2 separate regions of the Sus scrofa genome follow, and region 2 is linked to region 1. Evidence: chromatin contacts called from public Hi-C data. All regions are on one chromosome and are shown on one strand. Each heading gives the region's core, a stretch centred on a gene start, on an enhancer-like site or on the middle of the called end of the contact. The rest is flanking DNA. Distances are from core to core; before and after follow the strand shown. Region 1 holds the start of E2F6 (transcription factor E2F6). Region 2 holds the start of PQLC3 (PQ-loop repeat-containing protein 3).

Evidence for each region. Hi-C and Micro-C count contacts between places; a contact is called where the count stands out from the background.
Region 2: a contact with region 1 is called in a Hi-C map of skeletal muscle, with 7 times the contacts expected there. The contact joins the promoter of PQLC3 here to the promoter of E2F6 in region 1. A contact is called at or near these places in 1 of 47 Hi-C or Micro-C datasets (skeletal muscle) and 1 of 2 datasets of contacts at active chromatin or transcription factors (alveolar macrophages).

What each region holds. Positions count from the first base shown.
Region 1 is chr3:125,246,200-125,252,047 of Sscrofa11.1, reverse strand. It overlaps E2F6 (transcription factor E2F6), which reads right to left and starts at 3,816. Exons shown (of 8, transcript XR_002342859.1): 1 at 2,401-3,816.
Region 2 is chr3:125,505,938-125,511,840 of Sscrofa11.1, reverse strand. PQLC3 (PQ-loop repeat-containing protein 3) reads left to right here and starts at 4,606. Exons shown (of 7, transcript XM_003125380.6): 1 at 4,606-4,910. The coding sequence starts at 4,768.

The sequences.
Region 1 (5,848 bases), core at 2,567-5,066:
AAGTGCTGAGACAGCTGTCTGTTTTCCTGCCTGTAAAATGGTACAGTGATTCAAACACTCCAGCATTCAAACGTTTGCAGAGCACGTCCTTCCTTCATTCCATAATTATTTACCACGTCTTTTTATGAGAGGCACCACCTCTGCTGGGGATGCAACGAGATGGAGAGAGTCACTGCACTCGGGGACCAAAGAGGCAGATGCTGCAAAGAGGGAGCGGGAAGCCAGGGCGCTTGGGGAGCACAAAAGGAGCACCTAACTCAGTCTTAGGGGTCGGGAAGATTTCCGACCGTCACCCACAAATCAAGACCTGAAAAACCGTGGGAGGTAACAAGGAAAAGTGTGCAATATGGAGATATGGACATTTCAGCAACTACAAGCAGTTTAGGAAAAATAAATCCGGGGGTGTGATTACATTAAGAAGTTTCTCCTCTACCCTAAGAGCACTAGAGAACCTTGATACATTCTTTAAGCCAAATGACATGATCAGAAATAGGCTTTTAAAATACCACGACGGTTAGTTACTGTGCGGAAAATATCAAAAAGTCAGGGGCAAGACAAGAAGCGGGAGAAGAGGTTAAGAAGACACTGCACGAATCCAAAAGGCAGGCGATGGCTGCGATGGCAAGTGCTGGCGATTAATTTCACCGCGATTGAGAGGATGGAGGGGTCAGCTTGGAAAAGGCAAGGATGATGCCTGGGACACAGCTGGGCAACGTGGCGGGTGGGGCACCATTTACTGCGGTAGGAGCGAGGAAGCTGCCTGCTTAGGCAAGAAGATAATGAACTCAAATCTAAGTAGAGATGTCTAGTCGGCAGCAGGAAAGCTCTGAGCTGGATTTACAGATGTGGGAGTTATTATGACATGGTAACCAAAGCCATCGAATGGAGAAGAATATCTAAGACTTCAAGGAATATGAGTATCTTTGGAGAGTAAATGCAAAATTAAGCAGTTTACTCCGTAGTAAGAAGTTCAGAGCTTTTACCAAACTCTCCAAGACTAAGACCAATACAAACAGTTAATCCAAGTCACCAGAGTGGTGAATGACCCCCCCACCCACCCCCCACCCCGTGAAGAAACTGGAGAAAGTGGGAGATGCGCGAGGCCAACACAGCAGGGCTGGAAATGGAAGAGGAGTCTGCAAAGGAGAACAGGAGAGGCCAACTGATCAGACGGCGCGCAGAGATTACGTGTCCAAGGAGCCACTCGATGGCGAGAATTCCCCACAGGAGTGGCCAATCGTGTCAAAACTACAAAAGATACGGACACACACATCCACTGCAAGTGACAAGGTTGTTGGCAACCTGGGTTAGAACAGTCTCAGAGCTGTGCTGTGCGGAGGGGATAAGTCCCAGCAGCAGGTCAAGGTTAATGACAGGTGAGCCAGCAGACCCAGCAGTGTGAACAACTTTTTCAAAAAGTTTGGCTGTGCAGGGGAAGAGATGCAGTAGATGGAAGGGCACAAGGAACCAAGCGAGGGATCTTTCAAGCCAGAAATGAACTTGGCATGCGGTTTGAGGAGTGGAGAATTTACCATCCAGAGTCAGACCCTATGAGGTCAAATCCAGGTCTCCGTATTTACTGTCTAACCACAGGCAAGTCACCTAACATCTCCAAGTCTATTCGGGCAACTGTAAAACGAGAATAATCCCTGAGGACTGCTGCCTGGAATTAAATGAGATGATGCTCATGAACTATTTTTGAGCACCGAATCCTCCCCAGTCTCTGGGCAAACTGACTTGGGGAAATGCTTAGTTCCTGGTAAAAGGAAGAAATCAGCAGAGATGTTGAAGATGGGGGCGCGCGGGGGGGGGGGCAATGAAAAATGGTGGCTGCTTCAAGGGCTCTGAGAATCAAGGAGAATATATTGCATCTAGTCCGGAGCAATAGAGGAAATTGACCTTCTTCAGGGAGTTCCATGTCCCTTCCACTTCCTCTGTCAAACAGGAGGGAAAAATAACTTGCTGACTGGGGAGCCGGGCGGTGGGAAATGCAAGGTGTGGACAGTTTTAAATGGCTGCACTTAAGTAGGAGGAAGAACTGCAAGGAAGAACACAAGCGAGAGAACTTGCAGAGATCCACTGAGAGTCCGGAGGAAACCGAAAAGCATGATCATCTTAGGCGAAGTTGAGCGATTTTCTCCAACGCTGCTCTGTAGCCGACTTTGCAAAAGCCAAGGAGGCTGACAACATATCTGCCAGCAGATGCAAAGAAGGCGAGAGTTGAAGTGAGAGACCGGTCGGTTCACAAGACGTGATAGGCAGTACGCGCCAGGAGACGGAGGAGCAGCCCCGGGCCAGCCCCGGGCAGCGCACCCCCGAGACGACGGCCAGTCTGGCCTCGCCGCCGGCTTGGGGACCTCCCACCCCGCCGCTGGGACCCCCGCCTTTCCCGGGACTTACCAGCAGGCCCTCCACGTTGATGGGGTCTCGGCAGCGGCGGCGCACCGTCTCCTCCGCCGGGTCCACGAGCAGGCTGGGCAGCTTGCGCGCCGGCCGCTGCTGACTCATGCTGCCCGGCCGGCCGCCCCTCGCCCTCGCACCCTGCGAGCTCTCCCGCCTTCTCCCGCTCCACTCGGGCGCCGCCCCCAAGACGCCGGGTCCCGGGAGCCTGCACCCGCCGGGTCCCTGGCCTGCTCCGAGGCGCCGCCTGCCTAGGCCGGCCCGCGGACGGACGCGCCGCTGCCCCACGACCTCGGGACTTGGGACGCGGGCGGGAAGAGAGCAGGATGACCCGCGGGGCTCAGGACGCCCGGCCCGCCATCTTCCCGCATGCGCAGTGCGCCGCCCCCAGTGCGCATGCCCGCGGCGCCCGGCGCGCTCCCACGCGCCCCTCGGCTCCCGGAGGCCGGAGCGCGGGAAAGCCCGGAGGGCGGAGCTCCCGGAGGGGACGGCGAAGGGAGCGGACGGAAGACGTGGAGCAGGAATTCCCGGCGAAGGGGACGGGGCGAGAGAAAAGAGGCCGCCAGGTCGACGCAAGGGTCTCCTCGGAGCTCTTGGCACTACGGCCACTGGTAACTGAACGTGCTGAACGCTCAGTTTATCTTGAGCTCCCTCCGCACTTCTCAGGCACTTGCTCAGTGTTGAGGCTTCGGAAATGTTGATAACCAAACCGCCGTGGACGGACTGACTAGTATGCATCTTTCTTTCCCTTTTCTTCCCTCCTTTCACTTGAGGAATAAATGATTGGTTCCCCGTGGTGCCAGATATTGTGGTGGGCGCAGGAGAGAGTCATTGGGATCTGGCACGATTTCAGATGCCGGTGGAAAAAACAAAGAAAGGAACATTTAAAGCTGGGGCCAGAAGGTGTGCTTTCAGATCCCGGAGCCCGCTGCTTAGCGGATAAGACTAACTAAACTACCTAATCGCTGTGTGCTTCTGTTTCCTCATCTGTTCAGTGGGATTAAGGTTGTGGGGAGAATTAAGTGACTTAATGAATGCAGATTACTTAGCACCAGGAACAGCACCGTGTTTGATATAAATGCTCAAGTTCAGGGTGGAGTTCAGCAACTGAACGGTGATGGTTGGACTAGGGGCTTCTAGGCAGCCTGGGTGGGCTGGGAAGGCGTCCGGAGGAAGACGGGGTCAGAGGAATTCTTTAATCTTTGTGTCTCCAGAGTCTAGCCCAGTTCGTGGCAAACAGTAAGGGCCCGTCAAGGAATGATTTGAAGTAAAAGATAAATGAATGATTTAAAGTAAAAGATAACCTAGGGAAGCCTCTAGAAGACTGGATTTTGTGGCAGAAGGGAGAATTTCCCGGAGTGGTTAAATAACACCTTTACCAACCAGAATCCCTGGGAAGGCAAGCTTTGGAGACCAGAAGTGGATTTTTTTTTTTTTTTCCTTTTTTGCTGCCCCTTGTCATATGGGATTCCTGGGCCAGGGATCCGATCCCAGCTACAGTTGTGACCTATGCCGCAGTTACAGCAACACCAGGTCCTTAACCCATTGTGCCCGGCCAGGGATCAAACCCTTCGTCCCAGTGCTCCAGAGACATCAATGATCCTATTGTGCCGCAGTGGGAACTCCCAGAAATGGCTACTTTTAATAAGTAAGACATAGTTCAGATTTTACCATTTGAAGCAACATGGATGGACTTGGAGAGCAATTGCTAAGTGAAATAAGTCAGAGAAAGACAAGTACTTCATGGTATCACTTATATGTGGAATCTAAAAAATACAACAAAGTAGTGAATAAATCAAAAACGTAGACTCAGTATGTATAGAGAACAATCTAGTGGTTACCAGTGGCGAGAAAGATGGGGGAGGGGCAATATGGGGGAGGGGATGAAGAGGTACAAACTATTATGAATGAATAAGCCGCAAGTTCCCTTGTGGTGCAGTAGGTGAAGGATCTGGTGTTATTGCAACTGTGCTGCGGGTTGGAACTGTGGTGTGGGCTCAGTCCCTGGCCTGGGAACTTCTGGATGCTGCATGTGCAGCCAGAAACAAAAAAAATAATAAGCTACAAGGATATATTGTACTACATGAGAGAATAAAACCAATATTTTATAATAACCATAAACAGGATATAATGTTCAAAATTATAAATCACTATAGTGCACACTTGTAACATATAATATGGTTCATCAACTATACTTCAGTTTAAAAGATTACAAAGATAGGGAGTTCCCACTGTGGCTACTATCCATGAGGATACAGGTTCAATCCCTGGCTTCACTCAGTGGGTTAAGTTTCTGATGTTGCAGTGGCTGTGGTGTGGGCTGGCAGCTGCAGCTCTGATTCAATCCCTAGCCTGGGAACTTCCATATGTGAAGGGGTGGCCCTAAAAAGCAAAAAAAAAAAAAATTACAAAGATAAATAAGAGGGAGTTCCCTCATGGCTCAGTGGGTTAAGGACCCAGCATTTTCACTGCTGTGGCTCTGGTTATGGCTGTGTTGTGTCTTCAATCCCTGACCCGGGAACTTTTGCATGTCACAGGCACAGCCAAAAAAAAAAAAAAAAAAAAGGTAAATAAGACATTAATCCAGCGTTTGTTGTATGTACTTCACACATTTTCTTATGTACATTTTATATCCAAAACTGAGGTATTTTCCTGACTCATTTACAGAACAAGAAAATGAAGATTAGCAAGATTACAAAAATTACCAAAGGTCCTGGCTAGGCAGTGATGGAGGCAGGATTTGACTTACTTTATAGCTGATTTATCTGGTATGCAGATCCTTGGGAAGTTTTTTTTTTTGTTTTTTTGTTTTTTTTTTGGCTTCTTAGGGCCACCTCCACAGCACATGGAGGTTCCCAGGATAGGGGTCAAATTGGAGCTGTAGCTGCTGGCCTACACCACAGCCACAGCAACACTGGATCCTTAACCCACTGAGCAAGGCTGGGAATCGAACCTGCGTCCTCATGGATGCTAGTCAGATTCATTTCCACTGAGCCATGACGGGAACTCCTTGGGAAGATTCTTGAAGGAGTCAGAGGTGGGGTCAGATGAGTGAAGGTGGGTGGGTCGGGATAAGGGTGGCGGGCACTGCAGGCTAAAGGCAGAGTGCGAGCACAGCTGTGGAGAGTCAGGGTCATGACACAGCCCTCCCGACACAGTGCATGTGCTTTGGCTTTACCCCGAGAAAATTATTTGCACATTTTTTTGAGCCCTTGCCTGGCAGTAAAGCAGGTGCTGGGGAGAGAACTAAGTTGAAGGGGGGATCTTTTACCTTGTGCTCCAGTAGCCCCCAACATAACCAGAAGGCTTAAGTACTAAGTTAAAATGTGAATTGCAGCTCCCATTGTGGCTCAGGGGGTAAGAACCTGATATAGTGTCCATGAGGATGCAGGTTTGATCCCTGGCCTCGCTCAGTGGGTTAAGGATCCAGTGTTGCTGTGAGCTGTGG
Region 2 (5,903 bases), core at 3,357-5,856, 260 kb before region 1:
TGCCCTGGCAGTCAGGCCTGTCCCAGCCCCCGGCTCCTCCAAGCAGAAGCACCCCCCAGAGACAGAAGCCACAACCCAGGGTCCTCCTGGACGCACAGAGATGCAGCGGCAGGACCTTCTGGGCCCGGGTGCTGTGTGGGTCAGTCCCAGCTTCCGGACTGGTCTCGGGATGGGGGTGGAGGGGGCCGTGAGCTCTTCTTCCACAGAAACTCCTCCTCCTTCCTGCTCCCATCCTTCCGGTGACCCTGAACCCTGCTTAGCACCTCAAAATTAACCAGCTGACCAAAGAGGAAGAGTCTGTGGTCTGCAGGCCAACCCTCATGGACACACTCCTCCTGGCAGAGACCTTCTGGACCCCCCAAGTGTTCCAGAACATTCTGTCGTCTCCTGGGACCCTGTCTGGGAGGCTCACAGGACGCATTCTGGATTTGCCACAGGGAGTAAGCTTCCGAGCACACAAACCCATAACCTGAAGAAGGGTGGTGACGCTTCCGTCCCCGAGGGCTGTGATGGGAGGGGGAGGGGCTGCTCTCAGGGCCACTTGATTTTTATAAGATGATGCAACAGGATCTTCCCTGCAGCCAACTGCGAAGGAGCCACTCCTGCACTTAGCCCTCTGGCTGTCTTAGACCATTAGCTGCGCTTTAAATCCAAGTCAGGGAGTGGCCTTTCAAACTCACTGGGTCCATTATGCATGCAGCCAGTCTGCCCAAGGAAGCAGTATTTACGACAGAGTCCCATGAGGCGCTGGGTCAGCTTCCTTGGTGCTCCAGCCAGTTCTTCTCGACTCGTGACGCAAACCTGGAGTCCTGTTTAAGGGAAGATTCTGGTTGAGCATATGTGTGTGATATACCTGTTACATACAATGCATGTGGGCGCCTGCAGACGCTGTATGAATATCCACCACGTTTATCACACCCTGAATTGTGTTCCCACGCAACCCCAGTGTTGAAGCCCTAACCTTCAGTGTGACCAAATTTGGGGTTAAGGACTTTAAGTGAACTCATAAAGGTGGCGCCCTAACCCAATAGGACTGAGGTCCTTATAAGAAGAGAGAGAGTCACCAGGCCTGCGCACACAGAGGCATGGTCGAGTGCGGGAAAACAGCCGTCTACACGCCAACAAAAGAGGTCTTAACAGAACCCAACCCTGCTGGCACCATGACCTTGGACTTCCAGCCTCTAGAACCGTGAGCAAATAAACTCCGGCCAGTCTCTGGTGTTTTGTTAAGGCGGCCCAAGCAGACTAACACCAGACACACACACACACACACACACACACACACACACACACGCACACACGCACGCACACGCGCGCGCACACACGCAGAGTCTCCTGTGAGGGCAGAAGCAATGACACCTCGAGAGTAATAGTCCCAGTGAGACAGGTTGGGACCCGGGACCCTTTGATGCAGCGCTTGCATCTGGACCAATGTCTCTTCGAGCAACAGAATCAAAAGAATCTATAAGAGACTAAAAAGAACTGGACATTTGCACGGATGGGGCAAAGCCTGAACTAGATACAAAAAAGGTCCAAGCCCAAACGCAACTTTTGAGGTGCCAGGAGCAAAAGTGGGGCACCGCCATGACCCCTGCACACGCATTACCAAAGGGGTGCACAGACCACCTAAGCCACCCCTCCTGCCCTCACCCTCACCCCATTTAAAGAACCAGCTCCCCCCCACCTCTGGGAGTAAACCAGGGAAACTGTTGCTGTTTTTGCTCCCTTGCGCTGCAGAGCCTGGCCTGCATTTCTCATCTGGTCTCTTATTACTTTCTAGTGCATAAAGAGTCTAAGAACCCAGGTCAATAACCTCAGGACTAGATCTAGTCCCGGAACTCAGGCTCCTTAGGCAAGTGGCTGATTCCAGGTGAAGCTTGGCACGCTGGGCAAAGCTCAGTAAATAAACTTCAACGACAAGTTGCTGCAGGTGCTGGCCAATGTGACAGCCAGCGATCCAGCGAACACCCCGCAGCTTCCAAACGCCCACCTGAGATAGGAGAACACAGAAGCATCAGAGACGGAATGAGTTGCCATGTATTAAAGTCACACAGCTAATACATGGCAAAGCTGGGACCATGAAGCCAACCCAAGATCTCTGCCTTCACCAGACAGACCTCGGGAGTGTGCCTGCCCAGAGCAGAAAGGGCACCGTACCTGGGCATAGCGATGGCTCCCACTGATGGTGACAGGGTGGCATGGAGCAAGCTCCCTCACCCTTCTGGAGCACAGAAACCTCACCTTGAAATGAAAGGCACAACGCTTCGTGCCCATCACACCTTTTGTTTTAAAATGGAACATATCAAACCTACACAAAGAGCAGAGAGTGTCATAGAACAATCTCCCATATACCATCGCCAGCTTCGAAAATGACCATCTTTCAGCTAATCTCACTTCACCTGTATCCCCACTCTTCCACCCCAAACCCCAATATTTTGAAGCAAATCCCAGATATATTGTTTCATCTGTAAATATTTCAAGATCTTTAAGAAGATAAGCGCTAAAGCCACACAAACACCCAGCCACAGAGTCTTTGTTTTCCTGTGAAAAATTTCTTTCTTTCCACCTCTTCTCCTTTAGCCTTGGAGAGGGCACCCAATACCTTTTGGGTGTTCCCAGAGGAAGGGGATGACGGCCAGGTGAGGGCTGGAGGAGCAGGAAGGGGCAGGGGGCAGACAGAGAGAAAGCCTCAAAGTCCCCACTGAAGTTCAGAGCACAAAGCCAGTGAGTGCGGTATTCACAGAAAGAAGTACACACCATAAAGAGTTGTGACTTAAGTTTTCTTCGGGGGATCTTACGGAGGACTCTAGCCTGGGAGACAGATTCTCAGGCTGCTCTGAGGAACTGCTCCAAAGAGGTGAGGGAGAAGCCAGGATACATAGGAACTTTTTTTTTTTTGGCTGGGAAAAACATGTAGTCAAGCATCAAAAGAGTACCGCTAATCACTAAGAACAGATCTCTCAAATTAATGATTTTAGGGCTTTTCTAGTAAGGGAAGATGCAAGAATCTGGGATATTGGACGTTTTTCCTTAGATATGCGTCTTAACTAGCTAAAGCCCATCAGAGCCAAAGCACAGAAGGTTCCCCGGTTTTCTCCATCCTGAATTCCCCTCGGGGTGCACTGGTGGTGGGCAACTGTGGTGGCCAAGGGTGTGATCTTTATCGAACTGACACGGCAGACAGTATTTTCTTTACGGTGGATTCTGGCATTGCATTTTGTGACTTTTTTCTGTTTGGTAACCTGGACTCAACACCATTAGCATTTTGAGAGTTTGGAAGATGCACCTCATGCCTCAGTCCCAATTACTTTCTTTTGTCAATAGAAACATCTCTCTCTTTGTTCTTTTTTCTTTTTTTTCTTTTTAGGACCAAAGCTCCAGCATATGGAAATTCCCAGGCTAGGGGTCGAATCAGAGCTACAGCCGCTGGCCTGAGCCACAGTCACAGCAAAGCAAGATCTGAGCTACACCACAGCTCACAGCAACACCGGATCCTTAACCCACTGAGCAAGGGCAAGGATGAAACCCACATCCTCATGAATCCTAGTCAGGTTGGTAAACCACTGAGCCACGAAGGGAACTCCCAACAGAAATCTCTTTTTTGCCTCCTTAAGAAACATTTTCAGAGTTCCCCTGTGGGTTAAGAACCAGATAGAGTGTCCTGAGGATGCGAGTTCCATCCCTGGCCTCACTCAGTGGGTTAAGGACCCAGCATTGCCGCAAGGTCAGATCTGCCAGTTGCTGTGGCTGTGGCTGGCAGATGCAGCTCCAATTCGACCTTTAACTTGGGAATTTATAAGCTACATGTAAAGCCCTAAAAAGAAATAAAAGAAAAAAAAATCACTCTTAAGTGCTGAAATGCAAGGCTGGATAGGCGGGAAGGTGGGGGGGCTGTCTTCAGAGCTTAGGCGCAAACCCGCAGGAAAGAAGCTTCCCGGGGTTTGGGAGGAAGCGGCGCCACTCCCAGCTGGAGGAAAGGGCAGGACCAGAAAAGACTGTTTCCCGTCGCGTAAAAACGAGGACACACACCAGCTTAAGTTGGGTCGTTATGAAGTTTTTAATCTCTGAAAAGCCGAGCGCGAAGAACAAAGGAAGACTCTTTTCAGAGCGAAAAATGCTTACGCAGTGGTCCGTGCCCCCGCGACTGGGTGCCCGCTGGCCACCCCCCGGGGCCCAGTCTCTGCCCACCCAACCCGTGGGAAAGCGGGGCCGTCTGGGGCGTCGCCGGAGGCTCAGAACAGCGCTGGTCGGTGGAACACCGCAAAGTGAATCAGCAGCGGGCGTGGCACGCACAGGGCGAGGCTGACCTGCCTCCCGGGCAGGGGGCCCCTGGGCGGATCTGGAGAGGGATCGGGGCGGGGTGGGGGAATAGGGGAGGGGGGACAGACGAGGGGGAGGGAAGAGCAGTGGACCCCCGCAGGACAGACGCGGGCCGGGGGGGGCCCCAGACGGAGCGGGAGGGGCGAGCCGGGAGGGGCGGAGCGAGCCCGGGGTGGGGCGGGGCAAGGCGGGGGCGGGGCGGCCTGGGGGCGGGCCCGGGGCGGGGCGGGGCGGCCTGGGGGCGGGGGCGGGGCGGGGCGGGGCGGGGCGAAGAAGCGATGGGGGCGGAGGAGCGATCCCCGACAGGGCGGCCCGGGGCGGAGCAGGAGAAGGGGGTGCGGGGAACGCGGAAGGACCCGGCGAGCCCGGCGGCCGAGTGCTGAGCGGCTCCCCTTCGCGAGGCAGCGGGATCCGCCGAGCGCCCGAGTGCCCAGCCCCGCCGGCGCGATGGAGGCGCCGCTGCTGTGGTTCTGCAACTACAGCGCGCTGGGCGTGAGCGCTGCGCTCAAGCTGCCGCAGATCTCGTCGGTGCTGAGGGCGCAGAGCGCGAGGGGCATCAGCCTTCCGAGCCTCCTTCTGGAGCTGGCGGGGTAAGGCCAGGGGCGGCCTGGAGCCGTCGGCAGCCCGGGAGAACCGCGGCTTTAGTAAAGAAGGGGCGGGGAAAACGGGGCCGAAAGCGGCCGGCGGTGGGGAGTGGCGTTTGCCCGGGCCGCACACTTCCCCTCGAATTCGGTGCTTCCCCAAGCCTCTCGCGGTAACGAAGACGAAGCACGCCCATTTTACAGATGAGGAAACCCACGCTCCGCGAAATCATCACTCTGCCCTTTAGCGACCAAACCATCATTTGCACCTCAAGGCTCTCTCATCTGCATCCTCCCTAAGCCCGCCCCCCGCAAGCGCCCCCTTTCTCGAGCCTCGGTTTCCTCCCTTGTAAAATGAGGGGCTGGACTTTGAATTCTAAGGACCTCTGGCCTTTAACACTTGACCGGGGCGCGGGGCGGTCAGAGAACGGAGAGCTGTTTTGAAGGTAAGGAGCACTTGAACTGCACTTGGACATGAACTGGCCCCTGAAAGGTGACAGCGGAGAGTGCTTCAGGAGCAAGTTCATCCAGCAGAAATCCGGTGTGGGGAGTTCCCGTTGTGGCTCAGCTTGTTAGGAACCCGACGAATATCCATGAGGATGCGGGTTCCATCCCTGGCCTCCCTCAGTGGGTTAAGGAACCAGCGTTGCCAGTAGCTGCAGGGTAAGGTCACAGGTGCAGCTCTGATCTGGCTTCATGGTGGCTGTGGCGTGGGCTCCGCAGCTGCAGTTTCCATTCCATCCCTAGCCTGGGAACTTCCTTATGCTGCAGGTACAGCCTAGATAAATAAATAAATAAATACAGACCTGAAAGAGAAGAGTCGTTAACCTTGGTTGGAAGATATGAGTAGTGGAGCCCCTTGCCCAGTGAGGCCAGGTCCTCCCACCTCCTCCCCAGCCCTGGCCCAGGTATCATCCAGAGGCTCTGAACTCCCGTCCTCTGCGCAAATGCTAATCAGAGGGGCAGCTGGGCTGGTGGACTCCAGTTTCCTGGGCCAGATGG